Regions from separate parts of the Mus musculus genome. Here region 2 is linked to region 1. A link is a contact called in public promoter capture Hi-C data. All regions are on one chromosome and are shown on one strand. The core of a region is the stretch at or near the end of the contact, and the rest is flanking DNA. Distances in the headings are between cores, read along the strand shown. Region 1 overlaps Unkl (unkempt family like zinc finger). Region 2 holds the start of Mettl26 (methyltransferase like 26).

Region 1 (4,272 bases), core at 1,741-4,240:
CTTGCCGGGCGTGGTGGCGCACGCCTTTAATCCCAGCACTCAGGAGGCAGAGGCAGGTGGATTTCTGAGTTCAAGGCCAGCCTGGTCTACAAAGTGAGTTCCAAGACAGCCAGGACTATACAGAGAAACCCTATCTCGAAAAAAACAAAACAAAACAAAACAAAACAAAACAAAACAAAACAAAAAAAGTAATCTTAAAATAAAAAAAAAGAGAGTTCTGCTGCTCAGGCCTCTGCCTGAAACACTTGGCTACAGTCGCTGCAGCTGACTCAAGGGCCTATATTTCCCAGAGAAAAAAAATGCTACAAGGCTTTGATTTTGTTTTCAAGGTAGGTCACAATTTTCAGGGTGAGGGGAGTGGGGAACCACAGGGTTTCTTTGTGTCCTGGAACGAGCTCTGCAGGCTGGCCCTGAAGTCACAGAGATCTGTCTGCTCTGCTTCCCAAGTGCTGGGATTAAAGGCGTGTATCACTGTCACCACCAGTCTTAAGTATTTTGAACAGTAAAACAAAGGACACATGAATATGAGCAAAAGAAAGAAAACAATTACAGAACAAGTAGGCAGTGGGACTGGGGGCTTAACTCAGCAGTAGAGTGCGGACACAGAAAGGCCTAACAGAAAGCCATGCGATGCTGTACCTGCTTGCTGTCCTCAGTAGCTTTCTGGCTTCCTTCAGAGGGGGAGTCTTTCCTTTTGGCCTGCAAATAGAAGACCCGCTCAGGTTAGAAAGGCAAGGAGACATCTCCTGAAAACACATAGGCCTACACTTTGTTTACAATTTAGAAAATGCTGGAGCTGGTGTGCTGGACTGGGCTTGTAATCCCATTACAAAGGAGACTGAGGCGGGCAGATCGTTGAGTTTGAGGCCAACCTAGGTCATAGAATAAGACCTCATCTCAAAAAAAAAAAAAAAAAAAAAAACCAAAAAACCAAAACAATAACCAACAACCCTACAAAACACTGAGAAAGTGTTTACACAGTTCCTGTTCACTGGTACCCAAAGCTCTTCCCACATTTGGATCACTCAGGGAAAGACAGGCCTTGACACATGTACCAAGCCAAGGAGTTATTCAACAAAATGGCCTGGGTGTGTACAGGTCTCTTTTTTTGTTTGTTTGTTTTTTTCGAGACAGGGTTTCTCTGTATAGCCCTGGCTGTCCTGGAACTCACTTTGTAGACCAGGCTGGCCTCAAACTCAGAAATCCACCTGCCTCTGCCTCCCAAGTGCTGGGATTAAAGGAGTGCGCCACCACCGCCCGGTGTGTGCAGATCTCTTGCTTGACCCAAACAGCACCAAGGCTAAGTCTGTTCAGAATTGCCCAAGGGAGGTTGTGGTGGTTTGAATAGGTTTAGCCTCATAGACTCATGTTTGAAAGTCTGGCTATAGGGAGTGACACTACCAGGAGATGTGGCCTTGTTGGAAGAAGTATGTCACTTTGTGGGAGGTCTGCTCTGCTCAGGCTACACACAGGGTGGAATCTAGTCTACTCGTGGCTGCCAGCCGATCAAGATGTCGAATTCTTAGCTACTCTAGCACCATGCCTGTCTGCACACCGCCATGGTCTTGCCATGATGATAATGAACCTCTGAACCTGTAAGCCAGGTCCAATTAAATGTTGTCCTTTGTAGTGTTGCCTTGGTCATGGTGTCTCTTCACAGCAATGAAACCCTAAGACAGGCCCAGCTGTGCCTCCTTGAAGGAGAAGAGCTCCCAGCATTTCAAGTGGCCCTGTGAGGGTTTTGTGACAATTCCAAGAGACGTGGAAAGTTCTGAGTATAGAGTGCCCGCAGGGTTCCAGGCCCAGAGCAGGAAAGAATGTAGAGATGACTCATCCACAGGCACTCCTCCACCCTCACTCAGAGAGAGAGGGACTCTCGGGAGAGCTCACTGACACCAGCAACAGAGCATCACAGACTGGGGCCTCCTGAGCCGAGAGCAGCAGAGGATGCCTGCCATACCTAGAACACATATGGAGCCTGCCCTACCAGCCAGAGAAGACCATCCTAGGCAGAAGGGCCAAAGAACAAAAGTGACTAAACCCTAGACCACAAAGAAACACCTACAGAACCTCAGGAGCCCTAACAGACTCAGGGTCCAACAGTGGCTTAGCAACCAAGTGCAGCGACACCCTGACTGCATGAGCTGAGCAGAGCGGCTCTGTTCAACTAATTCAGGGAGACTTCTTTTTTTCCCCTCATTTTTAATAGTTTGTTTTTGTTTTGTTTTGTTTTAAGACAGGGTTTCTGGAACTCACTTTATAAACCAGGCTGTCCTCAAACTCAGAGACCTCCTACCTCCACCTCCTGAATGCTGGGCATAAACCACACTGCCCAGCAACCTCAGGACTACGTCAATGTCACACAAACTGTTTAGAACCAAATGCTATTTTAAATCCGTTTTTGAACATCCTGTCCCTATCCTGGGATGGCTCCCCAGGGACCTACTCTAGTGGCTGACTCTGGCACGAACAGGAAGTGACTTCTCAGTCCGAGAACGATCCATCCTCATCACACCCATCAGATACAGGACGCCCCTCACCCAAAGCATGGGGATGCCGAGTAACAGACTGAGATGCTGCATCAGATACCACTTGTTGATGACCTCCAACTGCCTAGGACGGACAGCCCAAGGGATCTGCCAAGTCGAGGGCTGGCAAGGCACCAGATGCCCGCTAAGGCCGAATCCCACAAAGCAGTGCAGCAGGGGCATGATGTCCTGCTCCAGCCCAGGCAAGACTTTTCTAGACTATCTGAGGAGGAATCACAACTCCACATGTAGGCTGCTTTCAGCCACACCACCCAAACCTCACCCCATGCCTGTCCCCTCAGTGGGACTGATCCAAGCAGTGTCCACTTACACTTCCAGGCTGGCTGCTATAAGCTGAGGTGCTGTTGGAACTGAGATCACGGCAGCTCCACTCGTTCACCATAGCCAGGCTCTCTGCCAAGAGAAAAAAAAGAGAAACTGGCACTGAGGGGCCGCCAGCTGGCCCACAGGACAGGTGGAGAGGACCGGTTGATGTTGTAACCACTTCCCTTGTTCTGGGTGGCAGGCCAGCCCACACAGAGCCATGAAATTAAAATAAAAAATTCTTTTTTGCTGGGTGGTGATGGCGGCGGTGCACGCCTTTAATCCCAGCACTTGGGAGACAGAGGCAGGTGGATTTCTGAGTTCGAGGCCAGCCTGGTCTACAGAGTGAGTTCCAGGACAGCCAGGGCTACACAGAGAAACCTTGTCTCGGAAAAAAAAAAAAAAAATTCTTTTTAGGGGCTGGAGAGGTGGCTCAATGGTTGGTACATCTGTTTTAAGGTGTGTATTCTGTGTGGATGTGTGCATGTGAGTACAGGTGCTCCGGGGGTCCCTGAGTGTGCATTTGATTCCCTAGCGGTTGTGGGTGCTGGGAATTCAGCTCTCGACTCTGCAAGAGCAATGCATGCTCTTAACTACTGAACCATCTCTCTAGCCCCAAATAGTGCTATTTGGGTTCAATCATTTTTAACATGAACAACAACATGTCAAGTGTGATCAGAAACAGCTGCCACTCCAACTGGAACAGAAAATGAAGTCTGAGCTTGCAACTGCTTTATAACCACCAGAACTCAGACTCCTGAGCTGGGGGAGCAGCTTTAGAGAATCAATTATGAGCCTATGTGACAATAAATGACCGTAGGGTCTGAGGCCAGCTGGCCAAGCCCAACTAAGGATCTTGGCACCTCTAGCTACAGGGACAGAAAGTGACTCTACAAAGCCACTGACACTCAGTCCCAGCAGGACAGCAGCAAAGCAGGTGAGCACGAGAATGACAACAGATCCGTATCCCCAGGAGGCAGGTGGGACCTAGGAGGCCGGGGACAGGGGTCCTTTCAAGCATCACAGGTCTAGTCTGTCCCAGGTGCAAAGGGCAAGGCAGGTCCAGCCATGAGGCATGAGCCCTCCCCTCTCCCTGCCCCCACCCCAGCCATCTCAACGGGCATTATATACAGGATTCCCAGACATGCCTAGTCCCAGGTCACTGTGAGACTGTGGAGCTGCTGAGTGAGCTCCTTGGCCACATGGTGGCTGAGGTGCCCCCTCCCCCACACCCCCCTGAAGATCGTCTACTTACTCTCAGTGTGTGCAAAGGCACAGAAAGGGCCCCGAGGGCAGTAGCCAGTTTGGCGCATATCGTTGCATTTTGTAGATTTGTAGATCTAGGAAATCAGACAAAACATGGTGGCTTAGTGATCTGTTTTCTATGAAGCGCAGCTGGCCGCTTAGAACACCGAAGCAA
Region 2 (4,278 bases), core at 1,229-3,728, 660 kb before region 1:
ATAGCTCGTGTGGCCTTGGATGATGTGCTAAAGGACGACAAGATGGGCCTCAAGTTCTTGGGCACCAAATACCTGGAGGTGACATTGAGTGGCATGGACTGGGCCTGCCCATGCCCCAACGTGACAGCTGTCGATGGGCCACTGGTCATCATGGGTGAGGTTCGTGAAGGTGTGGCTGTGTTGGACGCCAACAGCTATGTCCGTGCTGCCAGCGAGAAGCGAGTCAAGAAGATTGTGGAACTGCTCGAGAAGAAGGCTTGTGAACTGCTCAACCGCTTCCAAGACTAGTTTTATGCACGATCCCCATCCCTGCCCTCCTTCCTGCTGAATAAATGTCCTTGCCTGTGGGAGTCATAGCCTCTGGGTCCCTTCTAGCTGCAGCGCCCCCACCCCCACCCCCACCAGCACCATCTCCACCCCACTCCCACCAACACTATCTCCACCCCACTCCCCACCCCCACCAGCACCATCTCCACCCCACTCCCACCCCCACCAGCACCATCTCCACCCCACTCCCACCAACACTATCTCCACCCCACTCCTCACCCCCACCAGCACTGTCTCCACCGCACCCCCACCAGCCCTATCTATTCAGTTGGAATCCTTCCAGTAGATGGAGCTTCCAGTTCCTAGTTGAGGTCACCAAGTAGCACCAACTCACTCTTGGGAGCCCTCAGACAGACATACAAGCTTGTCTCCAGGGACATAGGAGAAAGTCAGCTCAGTCCTGCTTCAGCTACACCCACCCCAAGCCCTAATCATCTCCCAGACCGGTCCCCTTTCGCCCTCTCCCAGGTATTCCCAGCAAGCAATGTGGTATAGATAGCCCACAGTGGGCTGGAAAGGATTTATTTTAAGGCCCCTTCAGAACAGGTTCTCTACAGCCCTGTGGCCACCAGACCAGGAGGGGCTAATTTATCCCAAGGACTGAGGGAGGGGCTGAGGTCTAGCTTGTACCGTGACAACTTTTGACAGAGATGCTATTCTTTCCGAAAAATCAGGCACTTGTTGTTGGCTGGCATGTCCACCTGGAAAAACGCTTTGCTGGAGTGACTTGGTTTTTTTTTTGTTGTTGTTGTTTTTGGTTTTTTCGAGACAGGGTTTCTCTGTGTAGCCTTGGCTGTCCTGGAACTCACTCTGCCTCCCAAGTGCTGGGATTACAGGCGTGCGCCACCATGCCAGGCTGGAGTGACTCTTAATCACAGGGAGGCTCCCCACCCCCACATCGCCCTGCCTACCATCCTCTCCAGGACCAAGCCACTGGCCTGGCCTAGTTCCTCCAGAAGGACTGTGTCACGAAGCCCCCACTCTGGGTTCCTGCAGTTGGGGAGGAAGGTAGAAGGCATTTGCAGAGTTGAGGTTATGATCCCGCCTACCCTCTCTCTGAGCCAAGCTACCTCCTAGCCAGATCTGACCTGCATCTGAGGGTCAGGTCAAAGTCCACGTTGCTCTGGGGAGAGATCTTCCCATTGACGGCATAGGGCTGTGAGAACAAGACACAATACATAGGCCCAAAGTCAGTCGTTCCCACACAGCTAGTTTGCAGGATAGGATGGAGTTCTTTCCATAGGAGTATAGAAAGAATAACTTTTTTCTGCACTCAAGAAGGAAAAGGGCTAGCTAGGTCCCGGGCCCTGGGCTTCAAGAGTGGGGAAACACCCAAGGCTGATAGGGGTGTCTTAAGGTAGGGTCACTCACCCCGTAGGTGATCAGCACAGCCTTGGTTTTGAGCAGGTGTCCTGCTGCTCTAAAGAGCCCCTGCAGAGGAAGGCAAGTAGGGCACAGTAAGCCGGGAGCTGGAGACTCATGCTTTCCTCTTTGCAACGTGAAAGCTGGGCTCCACAGTGGTCCCCACCTCTGTGCAGTTCAGGGGGCTGATGTGGATCATATTGATGCAGAGCAACAGGTCCAGCGATCGGGGTGGGATGCCGCCCCATTGCTCCCACTCCCAGGTCACGTCCAGGTACAGCGGAGCCTTCACATTGGACAACCCTTGGGCTCGGGTGGTGGCGGCAATGCTGTGGAGAGCAGCAGCGCATGGGCAAGGGCTGACGAGGCCCCTCAGTGATCGGGGTGTGGGGGGAAAGTCCTGAGGAGCAGCAAGCGGGTATCTTTGTCGACCCTACAGCCCATTGCTTCTACTACCTCAGTCTGGCACCCAAACCTAGGCCTGTCCTGATTTCCGGTCTGCCAGCCCCGCCGTTCACTCAGCCCCAAGCGGCCGCAAGGGAAAGACACCGCGCCGCCGCACCTGTCCAGGCAGCGTTGGTCCACGTCCGACGGCTGCCACTCGGCATTCGGGAAGGCCTGTGCAAAGTGTGCCGCGTGCTGTCCAGAGCCCGAGGCCACCTCGAGCACGCGAACACAGCGCTGGGCAGGATCCACATACTGGCGGAGTACGGACAGGATGGGCTCCTTGTTTCTCTCAGCAGCCGCAGCCATCATCATCGCAGCGGTGCGGCCAGCCCCAGCCAGAATGCGCGCGGGGCACCACGGGAGCTGTGGTCCAGCTCCTGCGCGGGGCACTACGGGAGTTGTGGTCGAAAGGGCCAGCCGCTTGCAACAGTATAACTGTTAGGAGGCCTCTCAACTCCTAAAAGGGTTTGCATCTGCGGGAAACTGATTCCGGCGGCCGGGATTTAGCGGTGACTTCGGACAAGGAACAAGGCTCGAGTAGAGGCTATGGTTTCCTGGAGTCTTTCAGCTGTATTTGTTTAAAAGCTCATTTGTTGCGTTTGCGCCTCACCTTTTTTGGAATGGTGTTTAAGATTGCAAGGCATCCTTCCTTTTCAGAGATGAACGGGAAAATAAAAAGAACATGCGCCGCCCGGGAATCGAACCCGGGTCGCAAGAATGGGAATCTTGCATGATACCACTACACCAGCGGCGCTGTTGAGCGAGACTGCAGTCCGTAGGGCATACGAATTGTGACGCAAGCATGTTAATGTAACAGCATTATGCCTGTGTCTTTTCTGTTGCGCTCCGTTTCTCTATTGGCAAGCGTTTGCAGAACAACATATCCCACCAGATCCCAAAGTGTTGTTGCTGTCGTCCAAGGGAAAGGAGAAAATGTGGGTACCGTGAGATTTATAGACAGGATTTGGTTCTGCGCCATGGAAACCATAGCGGTCGCGATCTCTTGGAAGCCTGAGGTCGCGCTCAGGTCCTGAGGTTCAACAAGCCAAGCCTTGTGGGCATGGGCGGTAACAGAATGGAGCTTGGGGAACCCAGATGCAGGAATCCTCGGGTCTGGGACACTTTGGGCTCAGATGAGCTTTGTGTGACGCTGAGACGGCTGGCATTAGCTCGAGGTCCACGGATAGATAGCAGGAGGCGGTCAGTGACTATTGAAATGAAATTCGAAGCGACAAGTGCACGGACAAGGGTACTTCTCTGATTCTCACCTTTGTGTGGTTTGAAGTGGTTCATTTCTCACAGGGGCTGGATTTTAGAAAATGTCCGAGACGTTCACGCTTGATTGCCAACAGTTAGTTCAAAGGTTGCGTGGGCTACTCTGCCCCATACTACATCATGGAGCTCAGGGTTAAACATGGCTCCTGCTTGGGGCTGTGTTTGAGGTGTCTATTCAGCCGGAGTGACCAGGGGTGTGAGTGTAGTCAAACTGTTAAACTATGTGAGTGACATGGCCCAAGGATGAGATATAGGGTGGCCACTCTAGAAATGCCTCTGAAAAGTTATCAGTCCAGACTCGGGGAAAGTCCTGAAGTCCAACCCCTCACCCACTCTGAGCAGCCCCTGACAGATGGTTATGGATGTCTGACATTGGTAGTGACCTTGACTGGACCTGAGTCAGACTCTCCCTTTTACAGCCTCAGCCTCTGCATACCTGGCTTGCTTTTCCCATAGATTATTCGTGGGATTTTGGGCAGAGGAGCTGGGGGTGTGAGCATCTTCCATATGTCCAAGTTCAGGAGAGGTCGTGGATGATTCTTTCTCTCCATCAAAGTGCAACACTGTTCTAAACATGCCCTGTCTCAAGGAGAGCCCCTGGAAGAGGGCCTGGGACAGCCAGGGAGCTACTTAAATTTCAACTGGGGCCTGTTGGTGGTGGTACTGGAGAGTCAGAGGCTAGTCCACAGTGAGAGAAACTGTCTGGAAAACAAAACAAACAAAACAAAACAAAGAATCAAAATTAATTCTTTTTTTTTTTTTTTTTTTTGGTTTTTCGAGACAGGGTTTCTCTGTATAGCCCTGCCTGTCCTGGAGCTCACTTTGTAGACCAGGCTGGCCTCGAACTCAGAAATCTGCCTGCCTCTG

Evidence for each region. Promoter capture Hi-C pulls out the DNA fragments that hold promoters and counts their contacts.
Region 2: a promoter capture Hi-C map of hippocampal neurons shows a contact between it and region 1, with 2.2 times the contacts expected there. The contact joins the promoter of Mettl26 here to the enhancer-like site in region 1. A contact is called at or near these places in 5 of 39 promoter capture datasets (the C10 cell line, hematopoietic stem and progenitor cells, hippocampal neurons and 2 more).

Annotation. Positions count from the first base shown.
Region 1 is chr17:25,209,474-25,213,745 of GRCm38.p6, reverse strand. Unkl (unkempt family like zinc finger) reads right to left here. Exons shown (of 15, transcript NM_001197024.1): 7 at 4,108-4,192; 8 at 2,860-2,942; 9 at 640-699. Among named protein-coding and RNA genes, the nearest start is that of Gm52286, 22 kb to the right of the region's middle. Within about 2 kb of position 2,990, at least 84 of the 459 cell types and tissues checked have an H3K27ac peak or open chromatin away from gene starts, as enhancers often do. A contact at or near this core is called in hippocampal neurons, where this site is marked.
Region 2 is chr17:25,873,700-25,877,977 of GRCm38.p6, reverse strand. It overlaps Mettl26 (methyltransferase like 26), which reads right to left and starts at 2,478. Exons shown (of 6, transcript NM_026686.2): 1 at 2,252-2,478; 2 at 1,856-2,018; 3 at 1,699-1,758; 4 at 1,416-1,483; 5 at 1,239-1,317; 6 at 815-1,028. The coding sequence starts at 2,448. The coding sequence ends at 981. n-TGccc7 (a tRNA gene) reads right to left here and starts at 2,890; the gene lies at 2,820-2,890. Wfikkn1 (WAP, FS, Ig, KU, and NTR-containing protein 1) reads left to right here. Exons shown (of 2, transcript NM_001100454.1): 2 at 1-350. The coding sequence ends at 288.